Regions from separate parts of the Zea mays genome. Here region 2 is linked to region 1. Evidence: chromatin contacts called from public Hi-C data. All regions are on one chromosome and are shown on one strand. Each heading gives the region's core, a stretch centred on a gene start, on an enhancer-like site or on the middle of the called end of the contact. The rest is flanking DNA. Distances are from core to core; before and after follow the strand shown. Region 1 has its middle 9.9 kb from the start of LOC100274830. Region 2 overlaps LOC100281424.

Region 1 (7,610 bases), core at 3,607-6,106:
TCAGCTATTTTGATGGCAGTTGTATCTTGTTTTTGTTTGTGTTGGCCGATTCACCAAAAATCATCGGCCCTTCATTATTTTCCTGTACGACGACATCTGTTGTACCTATTTTGATGATGTCCTTTTTTGTCGTTCTCTCGGTTGCTGTAGGTATATGCCCCCTGTCGGATTGGTCGGCCTTTGCGGCCGAGTGGTCCGGCAATCTTGCTGGGCTTGTGCCTGGTGACCGAATTGAGTGGCGCTCAATCAGTCTTGTACTGGAGGTGCCAACCTGTTGAATAAAGATGTTTGGGGTGCCCCCCAAGCGGGGTATTGTGGCATCCTAAATGGATATGGTGGCATGCTCCACATTTGACTCGGGGCATGTGGCGGTGGTATGTATGTATATTGATATGACATAGGTAGATATGGGAGTGGAGGTGTCCACACAGGCACGTTAGGTCTTAACTAGACAATATGATCTTCCGTCTTTTCCGATTGGTGAGGTGGACCAATCGGTCTTATCTGTTGTCGCTCCTGAATGGGTGAGCGAGGTCGCTTTGTTGGCCAGTTACTTGGGCTGGCCTTCTTTTTTTTACATATTTAGACAATAATTGATCAAAGGTTAAGCCAGATCTGACCAGTCGACCAGCTGCCTTGAACGTGTTAGTTTTCCACGTACCTATCTCCGGTCATCGTGGTTTGAAGGTGCGTGGTCGTCGTGGTTCATAGGCGTTGCCCGATTGCCGCTGGAATGATCCGGACTATCTAGCGGTGTTCCAGACCGTCCGTGTCTGTGTGTCGAACCGTCCGCGATGCGCAGAACAGGTGCTGGCGCCTCGTTTCCTGCCTGCGCCTGCAACCCAACGTTGGAGGTAGTGATGGTAATTTTCAGGGTCTCCCCCCCATCAGGAGTCTTTTCGGCCACTACTTTCCTGCAAGAAATTTTATTATTTTCATCGGCCTTCCGTGCGTCGCCGATGATGACTTCGTTGCCTTTGCCCTTATTGGCCATGCCGGGCCGAATCAGGACTTTTTTGCCCTCGAAGTCAATCACATTCATTGGTAAGGGCTTCGTATCTACCTGCATTTCCTGAAATTTCAATCGTCCCTCGTTAATGGCCGATTGGATTTGTCGTCGAAATACATTACAATCATTAGTGGTATGAGAAAATGAGTTGTGTCACTTGCAGTATGCACGGCGTTTCAGTTCGTCGGTGGGTGGAACAGTATGATTTATCTTAATGTTGTCATTTTTTAGCAATTCGTCAAATATTTTATCACACTTACCAACATTAAATGTAAATTTAACCTCCTCTTGCCGTTTTTTGAACCGACTGTAAGGAAGAACAAGCCAAAGATTTGGCCTGCTTTGGCCAAACCATTTCAGCCGTGTATACTTCTTTTGATTCGCCGTCCGAGCTACTTTGGTCACACTCTATTATATGGACGTTGTGATGAATCGTTTTAGCAGTTTCTTTGCTTCGGCTTTCACAAGCCAATGCTCTCTGATGTAATTGTGCTAGCGTAAAAAACTGGATGCCTTCTAATCTTTCCTTTAAATAATATCACAGTCCATTAAAGAATAATCCCGCTAGTTTTTTTTTCTGCTAAATGAATTTGAAAGCATCGATTTCTCGTATCCCAAAATCTCCGGATGTACTCATTAACCGATTCGTCTTTTCCTTGTCGCAGTGCCACTAGGTCTACTAAATCTAACTCATAGTCACCGGAGAAAAAGTGATCATGGAATTTTTGTTCTAAATCCCCCCATGACAAAATAGAATTAGGAGATAATGTGGTGTACCATGCGAATGCGGTTCCTGTTAAAGATAATGAAAATAAACGCACCTGAATGCCTCTGTGTCGGCCAATTCTCCTAATTGTGCTAAAAATTGGCCTAAGTGTTCACATGTGCTCTTTCCTTGGTCACCCGAAAATTTTGCGAATTCGGGTATCTTGGTTCCCTATTGGTATGGGTGTTGGTCAAATCGGCTCATAAGGCCTCTGATATGGCTGTCCCCAGGGTCCATGCTTACTCCGAGCTTATTTCGGAATGCCCCGGCTATTTCTTCCCTTACTATATCAATAGCAGCCGATGGGAGACCATCGGCTCTTTGTCCTATCGTAGGTGAGGTTGTTTGGACATTAGTTTGTTGTCTCCCCCCATTGGATTGAGTTTTGTGGTGCATTACTATTTGCCCTATATGGTTAATAGGATTGACCATTCCTTTCCGGCCTTCTAGGCTGAGCCGGAAAGTACTCGCCCCCATGGGTTTGGGATTCTGTATTAATGGCTTGGTGCATCGTATAGTGCGATGGGAAGTGTTGCTGGGATGGGCGAGGATTTAGGTAATAATCATCCTCAAACAACCCTGTGCCGGATCGTCCGGTCGGATACGCGGAACGTCCGGTCGGATATGCGGACCATCCGTGATCATATGCGAACGGTTTGTCTGGGTGGTTCAGGGCTTGTGTAGCATGTGGCGGCTCGAACGCATATCTTAGTAACTCATTAAAAATGGGACCGACCATTGCTGGCTCGGACGGTCTGCGCTCACGTGCGGATGGTCCGGACATGTGCAGATCGGCTAATTTACTGTCGATGTGCGTAGGAGGCCGTGGTTGCTCAGGTATGTGTCCATCGACATCCCATAAAGGGGTTGTGACTGGTCGTGACAACCTGTAGCCGATGAATTACGTGTGTTTTCCCCCAATTCAACCTCGTGCGAAGGAAAATTTGCAACAGTGGATTTATCAAACGCACGTACTAGCCTTTTATAATCCTTTTGTATACCCTATGATATGTTGCATTTGCTCTCGCTGTTCATCTATGTAAGCTTTAAGAGATTAGAGCTTGTTGGTGTTACTTACATTGGGGTATTCGTTGTGTGTCGGAGCGAAGCCAGATCAGTCGCCCATTGCCGAACGATCTTGTTGTTTCTGTCCACCTTGAAGTTGACGAGGAACTTCACCTTTGCTTCTTGGATCAGCTGCTCCTTTTGCTCCTCGAACTAGAGCTGTTCGTCAGTCGACAAGGTTTCCCAGGTCGGCTCTATGATATTGCTGGAGGAAACTGCAGAGCTATCCTTTGAACCGGCCATTGAGGGCCGACCTTGATAGGTCTATATGAAATGTCCCTAGCGGAGTCGCCAAAAAGCGTGTTGGCGCCGATCCAGACGCCAATCACTGCGTTGAGAACCGGCGGCCAGGGGACGGACGGTCCGCTACCAGGGGTCGGACAGTCTACGACCTGGAGCAGGGCTAGGGTTCCCTGCCTGACGGGCCAGACGGTCCGAGCCTATAGGCGGACGGTCCTTGCGTGCGCAGGGGCGGCGGAGTTCGCCGACGGTGCCTGAATCTCGCTCCCGGGAGAGACCCCATCGGGGAGGAGAGATTCTAGGTGTTGTCCAGGGTCAGCAGGCCAACCTAGACACCTCTAATCGACGTAGAGCCGAAGAGAAACGAAAAATTTGGGGATTGAGAGGCTAAACTAGAACTACTCCTAATGCCTAAGGTAAAAAACGAGCGATAAATTGATTATTGATTCGATTGATGATGATTAATCATCTGTTTTCCTATGTATTTATAGTGGAGGGGGGCTGAACCCGTTACAAATAAATTTCCCGAATTAATTCCGCGAATCTAGCCAACAACTATAGCAAGAAACTCGGAGCCTTAACGACTTTACGTGCGTGGACCGTCCGCCAACAGAATCATCTATTGGTATCATATGCAGGTCGAGCGACAGAATAATTTTAGATCTAATAAAATTGTCTCGCTTGCACATCACATCGCTTGGTGTGTGTGCGCTGCTAGCAAACCGCTTGATCCTTAGTCTCTTTCACGTGATAGCAGGATTTAGAGGTGTAGGTATAGACTCTCAGACCATGATTTTTATTATAGTAAGGTGATCGTGTGTAACACCCTTAATTTAGGTTATAAAATTTCTTCTCTAATGTCTACTAAATTTAGGTGTTACCTTTTGTTTCTCTCTCTAGTTTTTCTTCTCTTCTTTTTTGTTAAAACTATGTCTATTAGGTGGGAGATTAATTATTTCTTTACTATATCAAAACCTATGAGTGTAAAAAATGTTGCATCATGCTGAGCCTAAATTATTCTTTTGTTTGATGCACATGTTTGAATTGTTTGAATTTGAATTTGGAGCATGTTTGAATTTTAATTCAAAATAGAAAATAAAAGAAAAAGGGATTAGACAATTCGGAATAAAAGAAAAACACAAAGGAGCCTAGCTGCCCCTGTAACACCATAAAATCTTGATTTTAAAGATTTGTAAGAATTATCCCAAGGTGTTGATAACCATGTTTTCTAATAGTAGGTTAGAAGCCAAATTCCTATAAAAGAGTTATCTTTGTTTCCTCTAAATATTTAACTTAAAATATAGATTATATCAATGTGCCTTTATGGGAATTGATAAGGCATTAGATTTGGTTAAAATTTTGGAATGAGGACACTATTAATTTGACCAAACATTAGGTTTGAATTTTGACAATGAAATATAAACTCTAAAAAAGAAAGGTTAAGATTGAGATTTATTTTTTATGTGCAAGCAAGACTAAAATCAAGTCAATAGAACTATAAAATAATACTATGCATACATATTGGATTTTTTGTATTGACTTGAAGTTTGTGAAGTTTAGATTTGAATATAATTTGAAATAGGAAAACAAATTCGAAATAGAAAACATAAATAGAAAACAAGAAAAGAAAATGGGAAATCTGTGTGGGTCGATTTCCCCAATCTGGCCCAACTCACTCTCATTCGCACAGCCCAACCTCTCCACCCAGCACTGATAGGTGGGCAGGGGCGTCAGCCGCTCTCCCGCGCCTGCATATTCCCTCTCTCACTGACATAGTGGCCCCCACATGCCTAACTTTAAACCACCCGCACGGTTCGTTAGATCACTGCCCGTGGACCCATCTGGTCAGGACCTTCTCCCTGAGCTCGTGGCAACAGATTTCCCCAACCACGTCGGGTGTCTTGGGCCCAATCTGGCCATCATCCCACCATCCATGCCTCACCCAGGGTATAAAGGATGAGCCCCGCTACCCCCTTTCTCATCCCATTGAGCCAAGCACACCGTACCCCGAGCCCCATTGCCGGCGCAGAGACCTATGGTGACCGCCGCAAGCCATCCTCACCTCACCGTCGAATCGACCTTGATTTCGGGCCATAGGTCAAAGCCAGAGGACTATGGAAGCTCGTGCACCGATTGGACAAACCCGAAGTCATTTTGTGCGTAGGGAATTGCTCGTCGGAGCTCCTTCTCCGCCGCCACGCCACTGCTCATCGAGGACATTGCCACTGACACCCAAATCCTTGGTAAGAAACTGACTCCGTCACTAGGGGTGGATATCGAGCCAGCTCGGCTCGACCGAGCTCGAGCTGGCTCGTTAAGGGAACGAGCTAGCTCAGCTCGACTCGTTAAGCAACTGAGCTAGAGAACCAGCTTGACTCGGCTCGTTTGCGAGCTCGAGCTGGCTCGTTTAGCTTGCGAGCCACAACAAAAAATAGTATACATGTATATATACAACAATATAATCAATTGCTAGTTAATTTCATACTAATTTAACACTAGAAAAGACTAACAATACTCATAATTTTATATATCACATCATTTAAACCCTAAACTAACATAGTTCATCACTTATTAATTCATCCAATACAAGTAGAGGCTTTGTTTTATAGATAAATGCTAGCTCATTCGAGCTAACGAGCTGGCTCGAGCTCGTGTCGAGCTGGCTCGTTAACGAACTTGGTTGAGAAGTCAGCTCAGCTTGTGATAAAATTGAAACGAGCCGAGTCGAGCCGAGCTGGCAACGAGTCGAGCGAGCTCACGAGCCACGAGTATTTTGTGCAGCCCTATCCGTCGCTTGCCGTTATCCGCTATACATGTAGAATCCCTAGATATTCGATATACGGGCCCTGGGCGGCCGGTACATTGCTCGCCGGCGAGAGCGCCACCGTGGTGGTGCTCGGCGCCGCTGTGTTTGGGTTCGGGAGGGAGTGTCGTGGACCTTTGATCGGTGAACCCACGGTGTGGATTTGATCGGATTCAAAGAGGATTTTGGGCCATCGATCATAGTGTGGATGGTTGTGATTGGAACCTAGGTACCGCTTCGCTTTGGTTGATCGTGGGCCATCTGATTTGGATCGGGCGCTTGAAAATCGATCTAGGCATTATAAAATCCAAAGCGTCAATTATCAATCCTGCGGTTGAGACTTCATGGAGATTCAATCTAATCTGTGCCTTGGGATGGTGATCCAATGGATCTCATTGGTTCATACCCCTTCGTCGAGCCAGTTTTACAAATAGGATCCCCTGGTTTCTATTGATTCACACGCAGTCCACCCTAGTACAAAGACTCTTACATATTAGTCCTAGTATTTACATATTCAACCCCGAGTCTTTAGAATATCATGGCCGCCATCCTTGGTTACGTTAAAATAAACGAAATTATTTATAAAATCAGAGAAATCCCCTGGAAAATGTTTTCTAGTATACAAATAATTCTAGAAACTTGTTTAATTCATAAGTAACTCATTCTAACTCCTTTTGGATCCATTCTAGTTGCAGTAAATTCATATTAATATTGTTTATCATCTGGTAATCTTATTTTGTTATGAAACATAGGTAGAAATTATGCACTTAATTTTCTTTTATATCCAACACCTAAATCTTTAGAAAATCATAACTCTTTAACCGTAACTCCAAATTTAGTGATTCTCGAACCTACAATCTCGTTACGATACATCGAACATTATTATGCAGTTTGTTCTTATGTTTGGTGTGATGTTAATTTTGCCTACACCATGTTTGTTTGTATTGCTCCGAGTAGCAGCGAGGTTACGAGTCACTTGAAGACCAAGTTGGTAACTGGGAATCTCGAGTCTAAGGCAAGTTGTGCCCTTGATCACTTTTTCTCTACCTAATAATGTTCCTATTAATCATTATGACATGCTCAGGTTAATTTGATGGGACCTAATAGGTTTTCCTAGCATTGTTTATCCCCCACCTTGCAAATAGATGAACTATTGGGTAGATTTGCTATTGCTCTACCTGGTTTTGGGAAATTAATGTTATATTGATCATGTTCCAATTATGTTGTTGTTTTAATTATTGTTCATGATAAGATCATATGTTAATTGGAACATGGAGAACCACCCGGGAAAATAGTGCTACCACAAGGGTGGAATGGGACGCCCTTGGCCAAGTAATTAGGAAAGCTAGAGAGAGATTACCTTACCTGAAAGGGGCAAGCGGGGAGGTGTCGCTGCAAAGTATAGGGAGGTTCTCGGGTCAAACTGCTGCGATGGCAGTTCGGACAAGGGATTCCTATGCTTCCTTCGTCCTGAAACTGTAGTGGGTATTCTCGAACTAGTGGAAATTTGGAAAGGCCCCGTAGTGCTACCCTGCCTCGTCTTCTCGGTAGAGGTGTATGGGGTCCATACAACCCCGTGGCGAATGGGTAAAATGACTTGTGGGTAAAGATGTGAAACCTCTGGAGAGTGTAAAACTGGTATATCACAAGTACTTACGGTTATGAGCGGCTCGGACACTCACATGATTAATTTATGGAATTAAACTTAATCTATCATTTGCATTGCA
Region 2 (7,610 bases), core at 1,754-4,253, 75 kb after region 1:
GATCCTCCGCAACCATAGTTGACTAGGAGACGACGGCCTACACCTCTATAGCATCCTTCATACTCCTCATCTTGCTGTAACTATTCTTAACCTTATGTGATTATAGCAAGGGTGAGTTCACATATGATCATCGCTCAGCAAGTGTGGGAATAGTGTGATTGAGTTCACTTATGGTGGGGGCTCAAGTGTAAGGCATACCAAGGAAAATGATTAAGGCTGAGCATTGCTTTTAGTGTTGGTCAAAATTTATTTAGCAACTACTATACAAACCCAATCAAATAATTGATCATAATAAAGAATAACAATTCCCACAATGCAAAAGCATGACAGGTTAAGTTTTAATTCCATTATAAACTCATGTGAGGTTCTGAGCCGCTCTTGATCGTGAGCACGACTGATATACCAGTTTTACACTCTATAGAGGTTGCGTTTCTTTACCCACAAGTCGTGTTGTATTTTCGCCCGGGGTTGTACAGACCCTTAAACACTTTCAAGGTGACTTCGCGAGGGAACACTATGAGGGCTTTACAATGTTCCACTAGCTTGAGAAAACCTGCTACAGTTTCTTGAGAATGGGGCGATATAGGAATTCCTCACCTGAAAAGCCATCGTAGCATGATCGACCCGAGAATCTCCCTATACCGTCAGCTCCTCATACCGCCCTTGCCACTTTCGGCTAAGATAGTCCCTCACTAGTTTTCCTAATTATTCAACCAAGGGCGTCCCTTTCCACCCTTGTGGTAGCACTGCTTTCCCGGGTGGTCGCTTCATATTCCAATTAAACAAAGTTACCTTATCATGCATGAGAGTAAACCAACAATAATAAATCATATTGGAACATGATCATAAATCATATATATAGCATTAATCTCAAAACTAGATAGATCAATAGCAAGACTACCCAATAATTCATTTGTTTGCAAGGTGTAGGGTAAACAAAACTAGGTAACCTATTAGGTCCCATCAGCTTTACCTAACAGTGCCACAATGATTAAGAATCACAAATATTATTAGGTCAAAGAAAGTGATCAAGGATACAGGTGCCTCGCAACCTCGCTTTGCGATCGCAACAAATATATATAGATAGACAAGGAATAGGTAAAAATAACATTACATCAAACATGAAAACAAACAGTGTAATAATATTCTACACGTCATTACGAACCTTTAGGTTCGAGAACCACTAAAATAGGTGTTAAAACGTGAGAGATATGGTTTTCTAAGTTATATGAATTATTTTTACTCTAAAAGTCATTTTGGGTTCATTTTATATTAATTATGGAACCTCTAGACGATGGGCAGCAATTTCTTAAAACTTAGGCTGAGAAACATAAATATCAGGACCTATCTGTGATGATTTCTATGTGAAGATGGATGACAGGTTGTTTTCCTTAAAACACAGGGACTTGTATGCAAATTCACACAGTCGAAGAGGTATGGACATGTTCTGGTCGTATGATCTACATCTAGCAGCCTAGATTAGATTGCTCTCCTCCCTGAACCGGTACGCTTTAGATGCCGCCGGATCTCAAATCCATGGCCCACTCTCTTCCACGCTTCAATTGACTCACAGCGCTCCGATTTCGGATCGATGGCTTAGATTTTATGATGCGAAAGGGTATTTCAGGTTCTAATCATCTCCCTTCATATGTGATCCAACAGCCCAAAGTCATTCACCCACCTCCCTCACCTGAGTACAGTGGCTCCCATGCCTATGGCGGCGCAGTCACCGGCGGACGCGCGAACTGTGGCTCCCGTGGCCTAAACCAAGCACGTCTAGCGACAAAATAATGCCAAGGACTTAGCGAACTTGGGATACCTTACTGACAGCAATGACCGGAGTAGAGCTGTCCTCGACACTAGGCAACGTGGCCACGCGCATGGAACACCGGCGAGAAATTGCTGGAGCACCGGCCACGAAACTTCCCCTGTGTGGCCACGTTCATCATCCTGGCGACATCTCGAAGTGCCCAGGCCGAGCTCGTACCCTGATCGGCAACAAAGGCGTGGGCCCTCGACACACGGTGGCTCCGTGGCGGAGGGTAGCCCCACTTATCGCCAAACCCCAGCCTCTTATGTTCAGGTGATCCACATAGGATTTCTATGATCTTCGGCGATGCTCTCTGGCTAGTCTCCGGGGCTCGTCGTTGATGCACACGTGAATTGCATATGGCGGCGGGCTCTCCCTCCTTCCTTGGCTCCGCTCGGTCTCGCGTTGTGGCTCTCGGCTTCTATAGTGATGGCTCAAGGGTGTGCGGAACTCGGGTTTTATAGCCTACGTGGAGTCCGTATGGGTTCAAGAAGATCGGGGAGTTCGTTGGTGCACACTACGGCAACAACTTCGGTTGTTTTGTGATAGCGAACGCGGAAGGGAGAGCCGGCAGGAGGGACCCACACGTCATTGGCTGCAGCGTTTGTGTGACTTACAGGCAGGGGTCGCCCGTCAACGCCTACTATAATACCCAAAATTGTAAATTATAAGAAGAGATAATGTCCTTATGTGTATTGACTGTACCTACTATCACATGTGAATAAACACCATCAAAAAGGGGTTAAATAAACAAAGACACCTAAATAAATCATGCATCATGCTGAGTTTTACTTGATTGTGCATTTGTGGAAAATAAAATAAATGTGTCATTAACAATATATTAATGGACCCATGGAATTTAACCTCTAAATTACAAAACCATGAAAATAGAGGAGAGAAAGAAATTATATTCAATACAAAATAATATTATAATTAAATAACTTCACCACATGATGGTATGACCAAATTGCATAGTTAATATGAATTTAAATTTGCACTTAAGTTGAATTCAAAATTTAGATTAAAAAGAATTAAGAATAAAAGAAAACAGAAAATAAAATCAAAAGAAAGGGGGGAGATGTACCCTGCGCTTGGGCCAAATGTGTTGGGCGGCCCATTCACCCGCTCTCGCACTGCGTGGCCCGTCTAGGCAACCGACGCTGACCGGTGGGCCATGGCGGCCAGCTCCTTACCCTGCGCGCGCAACGGACGTCGCTGACGCGTGGACCCAAGCTCCACGTGATGCAACCACGCGAGCCCTTGCCGCAGACACCGACTCGTGGGGCCCGGCCGTCAGTTTAATTATAGAAATGAATTTTTAATACAAAAACAATTCCTAGAACTTGTTTAATTCATAGAAAATTCATACTTAGTAATCCATTTCGGTCTCTATAATTTTGTAATAATGTTTTTTATCACATAGTGTCTCTACTTTGACACGAAAACCATATTAAAATGTATCTCTTAATTAATCTTGTACAAATACATAAAACCTTCAGAAATTCATAACTCAAAATCTATAACTTCAAAATTAATGATTCATGTTCCTATGTTCTCATTTTAATATGTAGATTATTCATATGTATTTTGTTTACATGTTTGGTGTGATGTTAATTTCTCCTTTATACTATGCTTGTTTGTATTGTGGCGAGTAGAAGAGCCAGTGGCGAGGATTCCGGTGTTCAGCAGATAGAAGTTGCTGAGCAGGAGCTCATTGAAGGCAAGTTGTGCACTTGACCACTTTTTACCCAATAATGTTCTTTATTATCACTTATCAATGCATAGGTTTAATTCTGATGGGACCCAATAGGTCACCCTAGACTGGTTATCATTTTACCTTGTTATCCCTAAATCATTTGGGTAGTTATGCTATTGCTTTACATGGTTTTGGGTTAATATTTGATTATATCCATGTTCCAATTATTCTGTTATGTTATTTATGTTTATGTCAAGATCATTAATTTTAATTAGAACATGAAGCTTAACTTGAGAAACACGTGTCACCACAAGGATGGAATGGGACGTCCTTAGCTGACTAATTAGGAAAGCTAGTGGAAGACTAACTTACCCGAAAGGGGCAAGGGCAGTAGGGGAGTAGGCATGTAGGGAGGTTCTCGGGTTGATTTTACTGCAATGGCGGTCAGACGAGTGATTCCTACAATTGCTATTCCCAGAAACTGTAGCGGGTTTTCGAAAGCTAATGGAACTTTATAAAGGCCTCGTAGTTTTACCCTGCCTCGTTTCCTTGGTAGAGGTGTATGGGGCCCGTACAACCCCGTGGAAGATGGGTAACATGACTTGTGGGTACAGGTTACAACCTCTGCAGAGTGTAAAATTGGTATACTAGCCGAGCTCACGGTCAGGAGCAGGCCAGGACTCTCGCATGATTAAACTATGAAAATAAATTCAATTTGTCATTTGCATTGCATGGGATTATTTATTAATTTTGTTCTATTATTCTTATTATGGTTTGGTATCTACTTACATTTAGTAACTGCTAATAAATACCAACTTATTAAAAGCAATGCTCAGATTTAACCTTTATTGTTGATCATCCTTACACATCACATGAGCGATGATGAACATATGTGAGCTCATGCACATTATTCTCCACAGCTTGTTGCGCGATGAACATATGTGAGCTCACAATTTCTGTCTCACACCCCTCCACAGTAGAAGAACAGGTGGTTCAAGAGGAGCTACACAATGAGGAGTTTGACTTGATCTAGGTGGTGTCTTCCAGTCGACTTTATGACGTCAAAGATGAACTTTAGTTCGTTTTATATTTATCTTTTATTTTGTAAGACTTTCACTATGTAATAAGTACTCTAATGATATTATAACATTTATCTCTATACACTCTGTTATTATATATGTTGTCTTGATACACCTGTCTTTATCCTTGAATACGGCTGCGACACCTACACGCGAGGCAGATACACGATTCAACGTGCAGGTGTGATGGTGACTGCTCACGCGACCCCACCTGTCGGCACGCGCGTGAGGGCAGGTTAGGCTGGCTGTACAGGTGAGAATCTCGGCCAATAATGAGGTTTCGGCCCAAATAGGGGTATGTTCCTTTCTTTTATCTTTTTTTCTATTTCTATTTTCAGTTTATGTTTCTATTTCACTTCAAATTCAAATATGAGTTCGTATTTCAAAATTTAAACTAGATGTACAATCAAAAGTTCCAGCATGATGCAAAGTATAATTTTACAAGAATTATTTATTGCCTTATTCTTTTAAGCAAATGCCCATAATTATGAAGAATAAGAAAATGATTCACACCAATAATTAAAGATCACTTCATACAATTTAATTAAGACAATTTTATCTACGCAAAACGAAATATAATATTTATTATTTATCTATGTAAAGATATACCTATAAAACCTTTATTTAGTTTAGATCTTTAGAGAGTATTTCTAACTATAAAAGATAATCTTTATAGGAGCATCTTGTTTTCTAATTTTATTATAAAAGCATGCTTATTTAGAACTTAGTTGAATTCTTCCTAATCCTAAAGATAGGATTTTGAGGTGTTACAATGGTCATTTAGTGCTTTTTTCTCAACCAGACTTAAATGCCAGAATATCTTAGAAATTGGTACGTACAGAGAGTTCCATTGATAAGCAGCTGAAAAAGGAGGCCAAACACGAGACCGCCAGATCGAGCTCTGCAAGCGTGGCTGTGAATGACACGAGTCACACGACTTACAAATTACAAGAGGTATTTTTGGATTTCCTTTTCAATTATTGGCACGAGAAAGGTGGATTCGTGGGGTTTTTATATCGTCAAAAAGGTAAAATTGGAATGAGATTTCCATATAAATCGACACCGAAAGATGCAGACCAAAAAGTTTCCGGACGATCTTTACGTTATTCCAGTGAAACCAAAAACTGCTAACCTTGTTAGAGCATCTCCAACAACGTGACCTATAAAAATGCCTTATAATTTAAAAATAAGTAAATTTTATACAATTTAGGGCACCAACAAAACACCCCTCTCCAACAGTAAAGCCCCAAATCTATATTATAGGGCAGCCCACTACGGTGTAGTATATTTGAGGCACTTGAGAGGGTGCCCTATAGTTTTTTGACAAAATTTATTGAATTAAGGCATTGTTGGAGTGGTTTTTCCTGTGTAGAGCCCTATATTTCGATTTGAGACATTAGTTTGAGACATTGTTGGAGATGCTCTTAGGCTTAGCAACGTAACGTCCTTGCCCGGCCCCATCCAGTCACTTGCTATCTACTCCTACATAGAAAGTATATATACCAGACAACAAAAACGCTTGCTTCCTTCTTTATTCTCCTTCGAGTAGGATCGCAATTCGTGAGAAAAGAAGAGGAAAGCGCTATCACCTCTTTTCCCTCGTCATAACTACCGCTGAAAATTTAGGTTCATGCCATCGCTTCAATTGCAATCATCGTCATCTATCTTTAAGGAACAATTTTATTGCAACATATGGTTCTATACTGATGAAAACAATACTTCTACGGCACCCAAAAAAAAGTTACTATATTTTTCTAAGGGATTCCCGTTTTCCTAAGGAAAAATGAATGAATTTCCCTTGAAAAATGAAAATCCTTTGGAAAAATGGAATTATCAAACTAGTCCTTGGTGTTGGAACTGCTGATTGTGAACCCACAAGGCCACAACCGTAGAGGTCTCGTTCTTTTACCTTTTATAGATCAACACTAATAAGTTTAGGAACCTCCAGCAAGAAAGTTCCACCAACACTTTTTTGCCGTTAGCTTTCCGTTCCAGCCACCCAAATGGCGAGAAAAGAAACTTAGGCGCGCTTTTTCTGAGAAAAGAAAACTAGGTAGTGCCTGCACAGCAGACGTTTATGTCACTATATATTATATGTAGTGCGAGAAGGAACTGGTGGTTGCTTCGGAAGAAATCTGTGCTGTTGAACTTACTGGCATCTGGCTGTACTCATGCCGTCACTCTCACTCTATGTTGCTCAGCGCTTTTGCTCCGCCCATTGCTGCCCTTCGAAGAACTGGCCTAGAAGTTGGTCCACTGCTTCTGGGCTGTACCGCACGTACTTCTGCGGGTTCTTGTTGTTGTCCACAAGATTGCTGCAAGTCACAATGATACTACAGTCACATCTTACTAGCACTGTTAGTGGCAAGATGTAGCAAATTACTACCATAGAATGCATAGCAAGTAAAACAACAGGAAAGCTACTGTCTTAGCGGCCGGCTAATGAAATTGTCTCATGATGTATACCCAAAGCGTTTGATAAAAGATCGGTAGGCTGGCAACAGGACTTCGGCTACAGCGAGCCTCAAGGATTCTCGTAGTTCTTGATCAGGTACGATCCATTGTGATTGCTTCGCGTGAAGCTCTTCGAATTGTGTATTGAAAGACTTAAACCTGACAAAGCAAAAGACATGAGGAGGGTGGTTGATTTCTGTTGTTGTCTAAAACAGTTAAACACACTATGCCTTCAATCACTCACCGTTCTTTGATTGTGGCTCTTGAAACACTACTGCTGGTAAGGTCACCCCCGCTGCCCGCACCTTGAACAGAAAGTGTCTGAAGAATCTAAAATAACAGAAGCAGAGCAGCCACAGTCAAGTGCAGTTCTATATGTAAACTATGTACAACAATGCAATAATACATAACAAACATGCTAACTGATGAATCCAAAACTCAAATGGACATTAAAGAATGCCTTCTAGTTATAGCAAAACTACAAAAATGCCTAGAAAACTTAAGTCCAAGTCAGCCCAGCATTGCCACACTTTTTGCTCTGGCATGTGTGTACATAAATTTTCTTAGTAGT

What was found. Hi-C and Micro-C count contacts between places; a contact is called where the count stands out from the background.
Region 2: a contact with region 1 is called in a Hi-C map of leaf, with 2.7 times the contacts expected there. The contact joins two enhancer-like sites. A contact is called at or near these places in 4 of 25 Hi-C or Micro-C datasets (ear, leaf and leaf mesophyll) and 1 of 3 datasets of contacts at active chromatin or transcription factors (seedling).

The regions. Positions count from the first base shown.
Region 1 is chr4:202,400,600-202,408,209 of Zm-B73-REFERENCE-NAM-5.0, forward strand. No RefSeq gene overlaps it. Among protein-coding and RNA genes, the nearest start is that of LOC100274830, 9.9 kb to the left of the region's middle. Within about 2 kb of position 4,857, at least 16 of the 20 cell types and tissues checked have an H3K27ac peak or open chromatin away from gene starts, as enhancers often do. A contact at or near this core is called in ear, leaf, leaf mesophyll and 1 more, where this site is marked.
Region 2 is chr4:202,477,203-202,484,812 of Zm-B73-REFERENCE-NAM-5.0, forward strand. It overlaps LOC100281424, which reads right to left. Exons shown (of 13, transcript NM_001368009.1): 10 at 7,284-7,369; 11 at 7,052-7,198; 12 at 6,739-6,900; 13 at 6,248-6,645. The coding sequence ends at 6,783. Among protein-coding and RNA genes, the nearest start is that of LOC100281424, 7.9 kb to the right of the region's middle. Within about 2 kb of position 3,004, at least 16 of the 20 cell types and tissues checked have an H3K27ac peak or open chromatin away from gene starts, as enhancers often do. A contact at or near this core is called in ear, leaf, leaf mesophyll and 1 more, where this site is marked.